Linked DNA regions of Mus musculus: regions 1, 2 and 3 are each linked to region 4. A link is a contact called in public HiChIP or PLAC-seq data. All regions are on one chromosome and are shown on one strand. The core of a region is the stretch at or near the end of the contact, and the rest is flanking DNA. Distances in the headings are between cores, read along the strand shown. Region 1 has its middle 20 kb from the start of Hif1a. Region 2 holds the start of Hif1a (hypoxia inducible factor 1, alpha subunit). Region 3 holds the start of Snapc1 (small nuclear RNA activating complex, polypeptide 1). Region 4 overlaps Prkch (protein kinase C, eta).

The links. HiChIP or PLAC-seq counts read pairs in DNA pulled down with a chosen protein or histone mark.
Region 1: a contact with region 4 is called in a BATF HiChIP or PLAC-seq map of CD8 T cells, with 6 read pairs. The contact joins two enhancer-like sites. A contact is called at or near these places in 2 of 39 promoter capture datasets (the C10 cell line and maxillary cranial neural crest), 2 of 484 Hi-C or Micro-C datasets (embryonic stem cells and macrophages), 2 of 115 datasets of contacts at active chromatin or transcription factors (CD8 T cells and Th17 cells) and 2 of 9 other capture datasets (adipose tissue and liver).
Region 2: a contact with region 4 is called in an H3K4me3 HiChIP or PLAC-seq map of neural progenitor cells, with 5 times the contacts expected there. The contact joins the promoter of Hif1a here to the enhancer-like site in region 4. A contact is called at or near these places in 12 of 39 promoter capture datasets (3T3-L1-derived adipocytes, the C10 cell line, the HPC-7 cell line and 7 more), 1 of 15 datasets of contacts at CTCF or cohesin (the NIH/3T3 cell line), 3 of 484 Hi-C or Micro-C datasets (the HL-1 cell line, granulosa cells and rod photoreceptor), 9 of 115 datasets of contacts at active chromatin or transcription factors (the 230-238 cell line, the SCID.adh cell line, acute myeloid leukemia and 6 more) and 3 of 9 other capture datasets (adipose tissue, liver and pancreatic islet).
Region 3: an H3K4me3 HiChIP or PLAC-seq map of bone marrow-derived macrophages shows a contact between it and region 4, with 2.9 times the contacts expected there. The contact joins the promoter of Snapc1 here to the enhancer-like site in region 4. A contact is called at or near these places in 5 of 39 promoter capture datasets (the 3T3-L1 cell line, cranial neural crest, liver and 2 more), 1 of 484 Hi-C or Micro-C datasets (bone marrow-derived macrophages), 9 of 115 datasets of contacts at active chromatin or transcription factors (the 230-238 cell line, Th17 cells, acute myeloid leukemia and 6 more) and 3 of 9 other capture datasets (adipose tissue, liver and pancreatic islet).

Annotation. Positions count from the first base shown.
Region 1 is chr12:73,886,587-73,889,530 of GRCm38.p6, forward strand. No RefSeq gene overlaps it. Among named protein-coding and RNA genes, the nearest start is that of Hif1a, 20 kb to the right of the region's middle. Within about 2 kb of position 1,600, at least 34 of the 459 cell types and tissues checked have an H3K27ac peak or open chromatin away from gene starts, as enhancers often do. A contact at or near this core is called in CD8 T cells, where this site is marked.
Region 2 is chr12:73,906,484-73,909,276 of GRCm38.p6, forward strand. It overlaps Hif1a (hypoxia inducible factor 1, alpha subunit), which reads left to right and starts at 1,384. Exons shown (of 15, transcript NM_010431.2): 1 at 1,384-1,841. The coding sequence starts at 1,807.
Region 3 is chr12:73,962,687-73,965,858 of GRCm38.p6, forward strand. Snapc1 (small nuclear RNA activating complex, polypeptide 1) reads left to right here and starts at 1,811. Exons shown (of 10, transcript NM_178392.5): 1 at 1,811-2,060. The coding sequence starts at 1,876.
Region 4 is chr12:73,754,456-73,757,260 of GRCm38.p6, forward strand. All of the region lies in intron 10 of Prkch (protein kinase C, eta), which reads left to right. Among named protein-coding and RNA genes, the nearest start is that of Gm34189, 26 kb to the right of the region's middle. Within about 2 kb of position 1,441, at least 92 of the 459 cell types and tissues checked have an H3K27ac peak or open chromatin away from gene starts, as enhancers often do. A contact at or near this core is called in CD8 T cells, the HL-1 cell line, acute myeloid leukemia and 7 more, where this site is marked.

The DNA of each region.
Region 1 (2,944 bases), core at 350-2,849, 130 kb after region 4:
TCCCTTCCTCTCTTCTCTTCCCAGCCACTCCCTGTAGGCCCCATTATTTAAGCCTAACTTAGTCCAATTTCTTTTCTTCACAATGAAGATGAATCTTTTTCCAAATAATCATCTCTCACCCTTCAAGTCTGGACTTGAGTGCTTTCTCTGTGTCCCCGTGCATGCTTCTTTTGTGAGCTAATTGTGCCTTATTATAACTGCGTTTACTGTCTCATTCCCAAAGTGGCATATAAATTTCCTGAGGACAAGAGCCCTATTTTATTCAGAACATGTTAATTACCTAGTACATTCTGCGCATATCATACCTTCCAACCCTTTGTTAATTCAATTAACTCCTAAGTGCACAATGTTATGGGGGATGCCCTTATAGGATGCCTCACCCAGACCCAAGAGGCGGTAAAGTGGTTGGGACTCAGGTTGGAGAAGACTTCTCTGAGAAGGTACTATCTAAACCATATTGGGATGGCTACAGTGGAGACGGTGTTGGAGTTTAGGAGGTGGGGGAGAAGGAAGGGGAGGAGGCTTGATGGTTACCAGTGGGGCGGGGCAGATGATAAAGTCCAAACATGGGAGCCGAGATTAGTGCTGGGGGGCAGGGAAGGCATCTCTTGCTAGGCAGAGAGAGATAAGGAGAGGAGCAGCTGCCGCTGGCTTTGTCGAGGGGGTTGCAGGGACGTCCCGCAAGTTCTTCTCCAAACACCTCAAGTTTTGGTGTGAAGGGTTGGCATTCGTGGCTGCTGAAAGGGATGGGGAAAGATGAAAGCCTAAGCAGCCACTAAGAGGTCTGGAACCACCCAGGCAATATTACTTCTATCCATACCGAAAATGTTGACCAAGTTTCTGGGAATTCGAAAACTAGAAGGTAGAAAAACAAGTAACGCTATACTGAACATAAGTTAATCTTTTTAAAATTTCTAATTTTGTGGGGAGGGGCTCCTCAAATGATGGTGAGATTGTCTCCTGATACATCCACTGTAATTGGAAACGCCACACATTGTTAAGGATGCTGAATACATACAACCAACTATGCACCATACCGTAGCACCATAGCGGCACGGTACACTGGAGCCTGTTGGTTATTCTTCTCATGAGCAGGGGACTATTTGGCGGTTGTGATTTGATGTTGCTACTCAGTCTTACAGGAGAGACGTGTGTGACAAACCACCAGCCTGGCAAAGGTCAAAATCCTCAGTGGGGTTTCTGTTGAATATGTACTACTTTAAAAAAAAAACAAAAGGATTTATTAACTTTATCTTATGTGTGTGACTATTTGGCCTACATCTTTGTGTGTGCACCACATGCATGCCTGATGCCCACCAGGGTCATAAGAAGGAGTTAGATCCCTCAGAACTGAAGTTACAGATGGATGTAAGCTACCACGTCAGTGCTGGGAATTGAACCTGGGTCCTCTGTAATACCAGACAGTTCTCCTAACCACGAGCCATCTTTTAGGCCTGGAATATGTATTGCTTTTACACATTTTTACTTTGTAAAAGCAAAAGGCTGCTAGGTCAAGTCATTGTAAGTCATAGCTATACTTACAAATATCAGCAAGGTGACGTCATCACCCCGAAAGCATGAAAGGAGGACAGAAAGTTCTGGTTGTGGAAGCTTCTGGGGGAAAGAGTCATACCACTCCTCTGTAAGCAAATAACATCCTGTATACCAGGAAAAAAAAACCCAACTTTTCTCCTACATCGCTTTCAGCAATCTACTTCTGACATCAGACATGTAGGAAGAACAACTTGCTTTTCTTCTTCTCTATATTCACACTCAACACGAAACACATTTGTGGCCAAAATGGATGAGAATTTACCCATGCCAGCCAGATTTTGGCCACTAGTTAGGAATTCTACACTCGACGCTGACACCATGTGACAGCATCAGACACCAGAGGTGAAGGGTTCAACCTCACAAGACTGCTTGCTCCCTGTTTCATCCACAACAGTCCCCAGATTGCTTCTGTGCCAACAACCTCTCAGAGGTTCCCACAACTCCCTCCTTACATTCAACAATTTGTTGGAGTGGCCAACAGAACCCAGGAAATGGTTTATTTACTATTACTCACTTAGTACAACAGATTTTTTTTTTAAGTACTACACATGACCAGCCAGATGAAGAGGTTCGGTAAAGCAAGGTTCAGAAGAGTCCCAAGGCAGGGGCTTCTGTTTCTTTGGATCTGATGTGTGGTGCCCTCCTGGAACATGGACATCTTTACCAACAGGGAAGCTCTTTCAACTTCACACTTTAGGAACTTAATAGAGGCTTGCCATCAGCAGGATCAACTATTAACTCAGCCTGTAACTCTTCTTGCCTTCTTGGAGGATGGGGCAGAAGTTGGCAGAACATCCTCAACTTCTAATCCTGCATGATATTTCTTTGGACCAATGACAAGAGTCACTTTGTAGGAATGCAAGATGCTCTTATCCAGGAGATCCCAGGAAATGGGTGGATCTGTGTCAGAAACCAGGCTCAGAGGCAGAATATTAGAACAAAAGAGCCACCAAGTACCCCAATCACTCAGGAAATTACAAGGATTTCAGGAGCTCTGTGGCAGGAACCAGGTCAGAGACCAAGTATATATTTTTATTTAACCCCACTCATTGTTTACAGATAAGAATCTGGAGTTCCTATGATGATGACTCCAGAGCCTGACCTGAAAAGAAAGGTTTCGGCCACAGTCGAGTGGATCTTAATTTTTATGATTAGCATGCAAGAGACTTTTGGTAGGCCTAAGTAGTGTGCTAGAGGTTCTGGCCTCAAAGTAGTGTTTTTGAGGATGTTCTTGTGAGAGGTATTCAAATAATTTTTTTTTTAATTTACAGAGCTTCTACATACAAAGCCATTAAATCCCCCAGGGCTAAGAATTCATTGCAGTCGGTACACACACACACACACACACACACACACACACACACACACTCCAATCCTGAACCACAGAGGC
Region 2 (2,793 bases), core at 134-2,633, 150 kb after region 4:
ATGCTAGACCACTCCTCTACTACCGAGCTAAATCTCCAGCTGTAATCATATCTTTATGAGTATTGAGTTGCTTCATGCATTGTTTATTGTCTTATTAGACCTGGACATTATGTGTATTTCTAGAGGGCATTGTTTTTGGATTTGAATGCAATTTAAATGTACCATAGATATCTACATTATTATACAACCCAAAGTTAGATTGTAACAATGTACTAACAAGGCAAAGAAGAGATACTAAACAGTCTAGTGTCAGGTCAGTTTCAGAGACCCCAGATTCAGACTCAGTTGTGTCTATAACACGTGTGTGTGTGTGTGTGTGTGTGTGTGTGTGTGTGTGTACACACACGGGCACGAAGTGTTCCTTTGTTGGGCTTGGAATACTTTTAAAACAAACACACACCATACCCACAGACCTAACATTTATGCTTCCAAAGACCGACTAAAAATGATGGCTTTAATCCATAGCTCCCAGCATAGCCGGTGAGCAGTCCTGTCAAGGTCTGTAGGTTGAAGGACTTGTTCTTCTTTCAGTCTAAACAGTGAACTAAACTCAGTCTGAAACAATTCTTGCACCTTTTCTGCATCCATTTAAGATGATCTTTGTCAGTTTTTAAAGCAACATGAAAGCAAAATAAGTCTATTCAATGCCTTTTCCTGTCTTGTCAAATTCAGGCTTGTGCTCTCACTTATTGAAGCTGTTGTTTATTTGTAAATGCTTAAGATAGTTTATTTTTAAATGGCCCTGCAACTTCCCTCCCCTTGAGAGGTTTGGCAAGACGGATTTGTTTTATATTTTTATCTGCATTTGCTCAGTAGTCAAACTTTGGCCCAGAAAATCTTAATCACTTGGAGACTTCCCTTGTTGTGTAGCAAAGAGCGGAGACTGGAGACTGAGTGGTGTCGGTCACCTGGGAAGGAGGGACCCCACTCTAACATCAGGGGGGCTGGCTGCCAGAACGCAAAGTTGGCTTTTTTTTTTTCAACTGGAAACTCGGGCGGGATGGGCGGCGACCGGGTCCAGCCACGCAGCTAAGGAGTAAGCGAGCCTCAGAGAACTCTATAGAGAGCCGGGGCGGTGCGAGCCAGGCTCGGACCCAAGCTTGGCAGCCCACTCGCTCCAGCAGCGCCTCCCAAAGCCAGACGCAGCTTTCCATTGAAGGTGCAGAGACCCCCCCACCCCCAGACCTGGGCTCAGCCGCACCCGTCGCTCGCCCCTTTTTCTTCCCTCCCTAGCTGCACACAGACAAGCACGTGAGCGGGGCAGCTCGTCCCAGCTGGGGCTCAGCTGACCTCCTCCTGATTGGCTGAGAGCAACGTGGGCTGGGGTGGGGCCTGGCCGCCTGCGTCCTTCACCATTGGCTCTCCGGGAACCCGCCTCCGCTCAGGTGAGGCGGGCCCGCGGGCGCGCGCGTTGGGTGCTGAGCGGGCGCGCGCACCCCTCGGCTTTTCCCTCCCCTCGCCGCGCGCCCGAGCGCGCCTCCGCCCTTGCCCGCCCCCTGCCGCTGCTTCAGCGCCTCAGTGCACAGAGCCTCCTCGGCTGAGGGGACGCGAGGACTGTCCTCGCCGCCGTCGCGGGCAGTGTCTAGCCAGGCCTTGACAAGCTAGCCGGAGGAGCGCCTAGGAACCCGAGCCGGAGCTCAGCGAGCGCAGCCTGCAGCTCCCGCCTCGCCGTCCCGGGGGGCGTCCCGCCTCCCACCCCGCCTCTGGACTTGTCTCTTTCTCCGCGCGCGCGGACAGAGCCGGCGTTTAGGCCCGAGCGAGCCCGGGGGCCGCCGGCCGGGAAGACAACGCGGGCACCGATTCGCCATGGAGGGCGCCGGCGGCGAGAACGAGAAGAAAAAGTAAGCCGGGCCGCCGCGTTCCGTGGACTGGCTTTTTTTTTTTTTTTTTTTTTGTCTCCGCTCCCCTTCCGTCCCCCCCAGCCTCACGCGCCGGGCTCCCCCGCGGTCCACGTCGCCATCTTGGCGCTGGGGGTGGGAGTCGCGGGCCCTGCGCTCGGCGGGGCTGGGGTCTCCGCCCCGGACACCCGCCCCGCGCCGTCGCAGCCCAGCCTGCCCCGCGCGCCCATCCGGCCGAGCCGGCCAGGGCCGAGTACGCCTCTAGCTCCCGCGCCTTCCCTCCCCGTCCTCCGCGTTAGCCGCGAGCAGCGGGCCCCGGGCGGACCCTGTGCGCGCTGCCAGCTTCCTGGGGTCGAGGCCCTCCGAGGCCGACCCGGGGCTCCCCCGAGCCGCCTCGCTGCGCCGCGGCCGCCGTTGCCTTTGTAGGTTAGGGAGTTTCTTCTGGGGGCCCGAAGACGCTAACTTTCTAGTTTGCACGTGCGGGTTTGGTTGTAATCTGGAAAAACTTGCCTCCATCAGAGTAACGGGAATTTAGGAAAATGGCATCATTGTAAACAACTTCCAATTTCTACAAACTTGTGTTTGCATCACCTGTCAGGAGAGCCCAGACGTTATGTATCAATATGTGGCTGCCTCGTTCACTCCTGAAAATAACTTACGGATAGTTTTGGTTAAATTTAGGCCGGTAATTTCATGGAGTGGGGGCTATATATGATGAAAGCCGTCGGTTAAAATACTGAAAATTTATTGGAACACCTGAAAAGAATTGTTTCCAAAAACCATACATCTGAAGTGTGAAATCTTCCATGAGAATTCAGTGTAAGTTTATGAAACATCTTGTGGTTTGAGTCTAAGGAGAACATTTTAGAATTGAGTACAGCTAGTGGTGGTAAGATCGACCCCTGCCGCCAGCACACAATTTTGTCTACTTCGATATTTTAACCTTGAGAAAATC
Region 3 (3,172 bases), core at 561-3,060, 210 kb after region 4:
TTGGCCTTGAACTCACAGAGATCCACCTGTCTCTGCCTCCTGAGTGCTGGGATTAAAGGTGTGCACCACCACCATACCCAGCTAACATTTTCTTTTCTTTTTTTTAAAGTAAATTGTCTTAAGGATTTTTGTCACAGGAAGTAAGCTTTAAAGTTGATATGAAAATTCAAATTTGATTAAGTCTTCTGTATTTTGTCCTTACAAAGTAGGTGGAGATGTGATTGTAGTGGCTTTGTTTATGATAGCAAAATCTGGAATTTATATAAACTCCAAGAGGGAACTGTGGGCAAATTGTGTATTAATTCAACAAAGTATTAGTGTTAATTCAACAGTGAAAATAGGAACTATGGCTGCAAATAGCAGCACAGATACATCTTGAATGTTTAAAAATATTTTGAAGAATATGAGTTGTAGATTGCAATTCTATTTTCATAAAATTAAAAATCAACTATAGCTGGGCGTGGTGGCAAACGCCTTTAATTCTGCACTTGGGAGGCAGAGGAAGGCGGATTTCTGAGTTCGAGGCCAGCCTGGTCTACAAAGTGAGTTCCAGGACAGCCAAGGCTATACAGAGAAACCCTGTCTCAAAAAAACAAAAAAAAACCCAAAACAAACCAAAAAACCCACTACAACTAAAATATATGTATACACACTGGACATCAACTTCTGGCCTCCACATGGGCCAGGAGGTGTGTTCATGAAAACACACACACACACACACACAAACAAACCATTACAAACAATAAAATAAATGCATCCATACAAGCACATCCCAGAATACCTTTTCTAAAGATTAGTGTGCCTTCAAAACAGAAATACAGTTCAAATACAGAATGCTAACCCGTAACAAGCCCCTGGGAGAAGCTAAAAAGTGGGATTTCTAGAGAGCTACTTTAGCCAAACAGTATATCAGACAGTGTGCTAGATTGTCAGAGGCAACAACGGTAGGAAACAGCAACTGCTGCCCAGAGTGGTTGCATATTACTTGGAGAGCCACAAATTAATCACTCAAGTAAGCATAGACTGTAGGGGATCTTGGCAATGAGGAAGAACCACGGGAGTTCCTTCCCTAACAAGTTCTCTTTAGATCATCTTCCCACGTGGAGGGAGGTTAGGGTGGTTGCTACTGTAGAGTCACTTTAAAGAAGACTGGCAGGCTAAGTGTAGTTTACATAAGTCAGGAGGCAATGAAGACCTCAAATCCTTTTGGGGGCTGTTAGTTGAGGCAGAGGCAGGCGGATTTCTGAGTTTTAGGCCAGCCTGATCTACAGAATGAGTTTCAGGACAGCCAGGGATATACAGAAAACCCTTTCTCGGAAAAAAAAAAAAAAAGAAGAAAGAAAGAAAGAGAGAGAGAGAGAGAGGGAGGGAGGGAGGGAGGGAGGGAGGGAGGGAGAGAGAGAGAGAGAGAGAGAGAGAGAGAGAGAGAGAGAGAGAGAGAGAGAGAGAGAGAGAAATCGAGTCTTCATGTCCTATTGATTAATAGTTAGCAGGCACTACTATTGTTTTATCTACCTACTTATCTAATTTGAAGGTCTTATTTATTTATTTATTTAGAGGGTCTCTCTATGTAGACCTGAAACTCGCTGCATACACCGGACAGGCTTGTAAATCACAGAAATCCTCCTGTCTCTGCCTCTCAAGCACTGAAATTAAAGGCGTGTATCACACCAAGTTCGGCTTCCTAGACTAAAATCACCTTGCATTTACGCACGCGCAAGAAGCGCCACAGGCGCCAGGTAAGACCCGGATGAAGGCGGGGCTTGAGGTCCCGGATAGTACGTCACGGAGTGCGCGTACGTGATGTGACGTGACTGGGGCGGTGCTACAGGGCCTTCTGGGCATTGGGGAAGCCGGGTCCGGGAGAGAGTGAGCATGGGGACTCCTGCGGGCGCCGGGACCCGTCCCACGGGCGCTGGAACTGTTGAAGGCGTGGGGATCCCTCCGGGCCTGCAGACTGACTACGAGACGCTGCTCAGCCGCTTCCAAGAGATGGACAGCGTGCGCTTCGAGGACTTCACGGAGCTCTGGCGCAGCATGAAGTTCGCGACCATCTTCTGGTGGGTGTGCCTCGTCCTCCTACCCTGTCTCTCCTGTGGGGAACGCAGCCTGCATCCCCGACCTCCGCCTTGGCGGTTTCCGTGGGTCGCCCTTGCACTCTGCTGGCTCGGCCCTCTGCATCTCCACCGCCTCCATCCGAGGCCAAACCTCCTCCAATCTTGATTGCCGAATGAATCCGCGGTTAGAAACAAAGTATTCCCACCGACACAGGGTCCTCTACGAACGAATTCATTTAGCATGCAACAACTGACGTTGCAAGTGCAGGTTTGAATCTCTGTGTATCGCCTTTAGTTGGATAAAGCCTAGATTCAAGCCAGTAGCTGCCTTTACCTCTGTCCCCAGCCTCATCTCCAGTGCCCACACCTTGCACTCACTCTCTTGGCTCGAGTTGCTTTTGGTACTCCACTGGCGTTTCCTAGCCTGGGAATTTTCCATCTCCTTTTGCTTGTCCACTTCGTCAGTCATTTTTGAACCCAAATGACAGTTCTTTAGGGAATTCTTTTGGCCTTCGGGACTAAGTGAGAGGCTCGAGTTCTGTCTACCCCCAGCACGAAGGGCTTATCTCACCGTCTAGAGTATATTTCATAATTAGAGACGCAGTCTTGGATAACGGTGAAGAGTGGAGATGATGGGTCTTGGGCATCAGGATTTGAATACAGCTCTCCAGTCCCCCTCCCCCAGATCTGAGACAACCCTTTTTGTCTGTAAACTAGATCATGATAGTGTGGGAATTAAATGAATCAATATATTAGCTGGTTCGACGTGTGAAATTAATGTTCAGAGTTATTACTACTCTTTGATTTCTCCCTTAGACTGAACTTAGTGAGAACAGCCATGTGATTAATGTGGTATTCCTTACTTGTTTTTGAGACTTGCCCTCATTGTGTGTAGCTTTGGCTGGCCTGAAACTTGCCGTTATACCAGACTGGCCTTGAGATCTGCCTGACTCTTCCTTCTAAGGTCAGGCATTCACCACCTTGCCCACGTTTGAATACGGTGTTTGTATTAATTACCATACCATATAAATTCTTGAAAAGGGTAAATGATTGAATGGAATCTTAATAGATCTTTTGTTGAATAAAATAGAACTTTTTATATTATTGATTTAGAC
Region 4 (2,805 bases), core at 191-2,690:
TAAATCCAATTTCTGAATCTTCTTTGTCCTCAACCACTTGGGAATTCTCTCTGAAACTACTGTGGGCATTTTAAGTAACCCTGCTTACCCAGCAAGAACAATGTACCTTTCAGGCAAGCTGAGAGGATAAAATAACTCTGCCTCTCTGCCTTTGCATGCCAGACAAAGGCCTTAGCTATTAAATACCAGTGCTCAGTGAGCTAATGACTGGTGAGCTGGCATTGTGTTTGGCATCTTAGGATCTCAGCCTCTGTCCTGTGTGAACTTGTAATCTTCATCAGGTAGCCGTGTTGTGTTTGGCTGTTGTGTTATAGGCCGGCTTATGAAGCAGAGGAAAAACTCCAGAGCCAAAACCTGGCCTCTGCAGTTTGTAATCGCAAGTCAGAGAGCATAGGATGGTAGCTTTTACATTTGGTCCTCTCATGGTTTACCCTCCCCTGGTGTGGATACTGGCCATGGTGGTTTGTTTGTCTGCTTTCTTATGCTCAACTCTTCCTTCTCGATGGGAGCCAGCGGAGAGACAATGGCTTTGCTTGGCCCTCCTGGCCCTGAGATTCCCCTTCCAGATCAATTTCCTTTCTCTGGTTTCAAAGAGAAGAATTTGAACTTGCGTTTCAGGTTTCTTATTTTCCCTCTGGACTTTGTGTCAAGGTGTGTGATACACGGCCGTGTAGCTGGTTCACGTCAGAACAAGGGTCTCAGTGAATTCTGTGGAACATCTTTCCTTCTTCTAAAAATAAGTCAGACTCTGAGTTGTTCAGGACCGCCAGCATTAGGCATCTGAAGTCTCCGTTTCTCTCTTGGGTACCTGCTGTCAAGACTGAACTAAACCTGGAAAGGAATAAGGTGCAGGCCTTGCAAAAGAAAAGGAAGGTGCATGCCAGAGCCTTCTAGAAGCCAGTGTAGGGGTGCTACCATGAAAGTCTGAACTGAGTATTCTAAAGGCAGAGTCAACATGAGTGTGCCTGCTTTAGGGTACCAAGGCAGACTTCCTAGTGGAGGCATGAGATGTTTAAGCTCAAGGCAGAGCTGATAGCCTGATTTTATATTATGCTACTAATTGAATGGTCTTGGAATCCCAGTGTGAGATTTTTTTTTTTGAGTTATTAGCATATAGAAAGCCACTCCAGCCTTTTTTTTTTTTTTCCAGGACACACACTGTCCTGAGAAGGCCTAAAATTAGACTGAAAAATCAAGTTCAAGCTGTGTAACGTGCCTCTGTGGCCTCAGGCATCGTATGACCAGAATGAGTCATGTCCCCTGTGCTGCTCAGGTGTGCCGCCCAAGAGCTGTCCCAAGACTCTGCCGTGCAGAGGAGATTGCCATAGAGGGCTGGCAAACTGATGACCTAGCACTTTTCTCTCCTTAAACAATCCTGCTGCCCATGACAGCTGCTGAGTAATGAGCAAGAAGCCTCCTACCTGGGGTATTAGTCACTTGCCCTTTTGAGCAATCAGCGAGACTGGAAAGACCGTTGCGGGGCTCTGTCAGCACTTGTTGCTGTTGCCCAAGATCCTTTCTGAGACTTGGGCAGGCATAACGGCTTCACCAAAGTTCAGAAACCCAATAACCTTGTTTGGAAATGTAAGAGTGTTCTGAGCTCAGGCCCACACAGGCCCGCACTGCTGGGATGTGGCATGGTATGGATAAGGCCGGCCCTGCAGGCCAGTTCCTGTAGTCTTGCTGACTCCTGTACTGACACCCTCTCAGATCTCTTGTCAGCCAGTAGATGCTTTCCCTAGAATTTCATCATGGATCCCACAGGAGCCAGGTGACAGGTATTAGAGGGGCCTCCTGTGCCAGAAACCACTGTGGACCATGGCCTTCTTGTGTGACAAAATTACATCAGCCCTCACTCCCCATAGCCCATAGTGCTCCTGGGAGTCCAGTATGCAGTTTTTGTGCTCATGTCTCAGGAATTGGGGGACCAGGAGGAGGTGGCATTCATAATCACAACCCACTAAAAACAGTGGCTTCTGTGGAAGGAGATTGCTAGGTGGAACAGGCTTAGAGACAGAGGAAGCTCATCTTTCTAAGTGGCACAAGGTACTCCGCATACCTGGGTCTCATGCCCCTGACCTTGGAGACAGCCGTCAAGAACCCAGGAGCAGAAGGAAGGCCTGTGCCAAGAAAGTTCTACTACACTGCCCACAAAGCATTCTTGGAAAATGGGCCTTCATTTTTCATTTCTGGGCAATATCCAGTAACCACTGTTGTAAGACATAACAGCTTCGTTGTAAGGTGTAACAACGGGTTGTGCCAACTCACAGGGAACAAACCACAGGTGGCTGTGGCAGTTCTGTATTCTCCTCCCTCCTCAACCACAACACGATCTGAGCTGGACAGAAACCAGCCTTTCCCTTGGTCCTCACAGCCCAGTGGACTTTTGTACTCAGACCAAGGATAGGGAAACAGAGCCATGCATTTTGACTAGCGATTAGCGTTATATACTTACAGACACTACCATAAGGGGAGCTTCTAGGCTCCCAACCAAGTGGCCCAAAGCTAGAGAAGTTGCTCTAATTGGCAGTTAGCTACCTATCTCCAGCTGTTGGGAATCTCCAGGTCACCCAGCATCCCCACGTAATATGCTACCTTCTTCCTATGATGGAACTGTGGTTTGCCTCTGAGCACATCATTCCCTTAAAAACTGAAGTAGACATCTCCTGCATGCTCTCGGCTATGCCTGGGTGGGTGGAGCCTGTGATGATTGATAGGACTCCTTCCCACCCTGAGCTCATTTCAGCCTTCCTTGGTAACAGTGTCCAGGCTGTGGCTAGTGATTGGCAGCTGGATGTTAGAGCC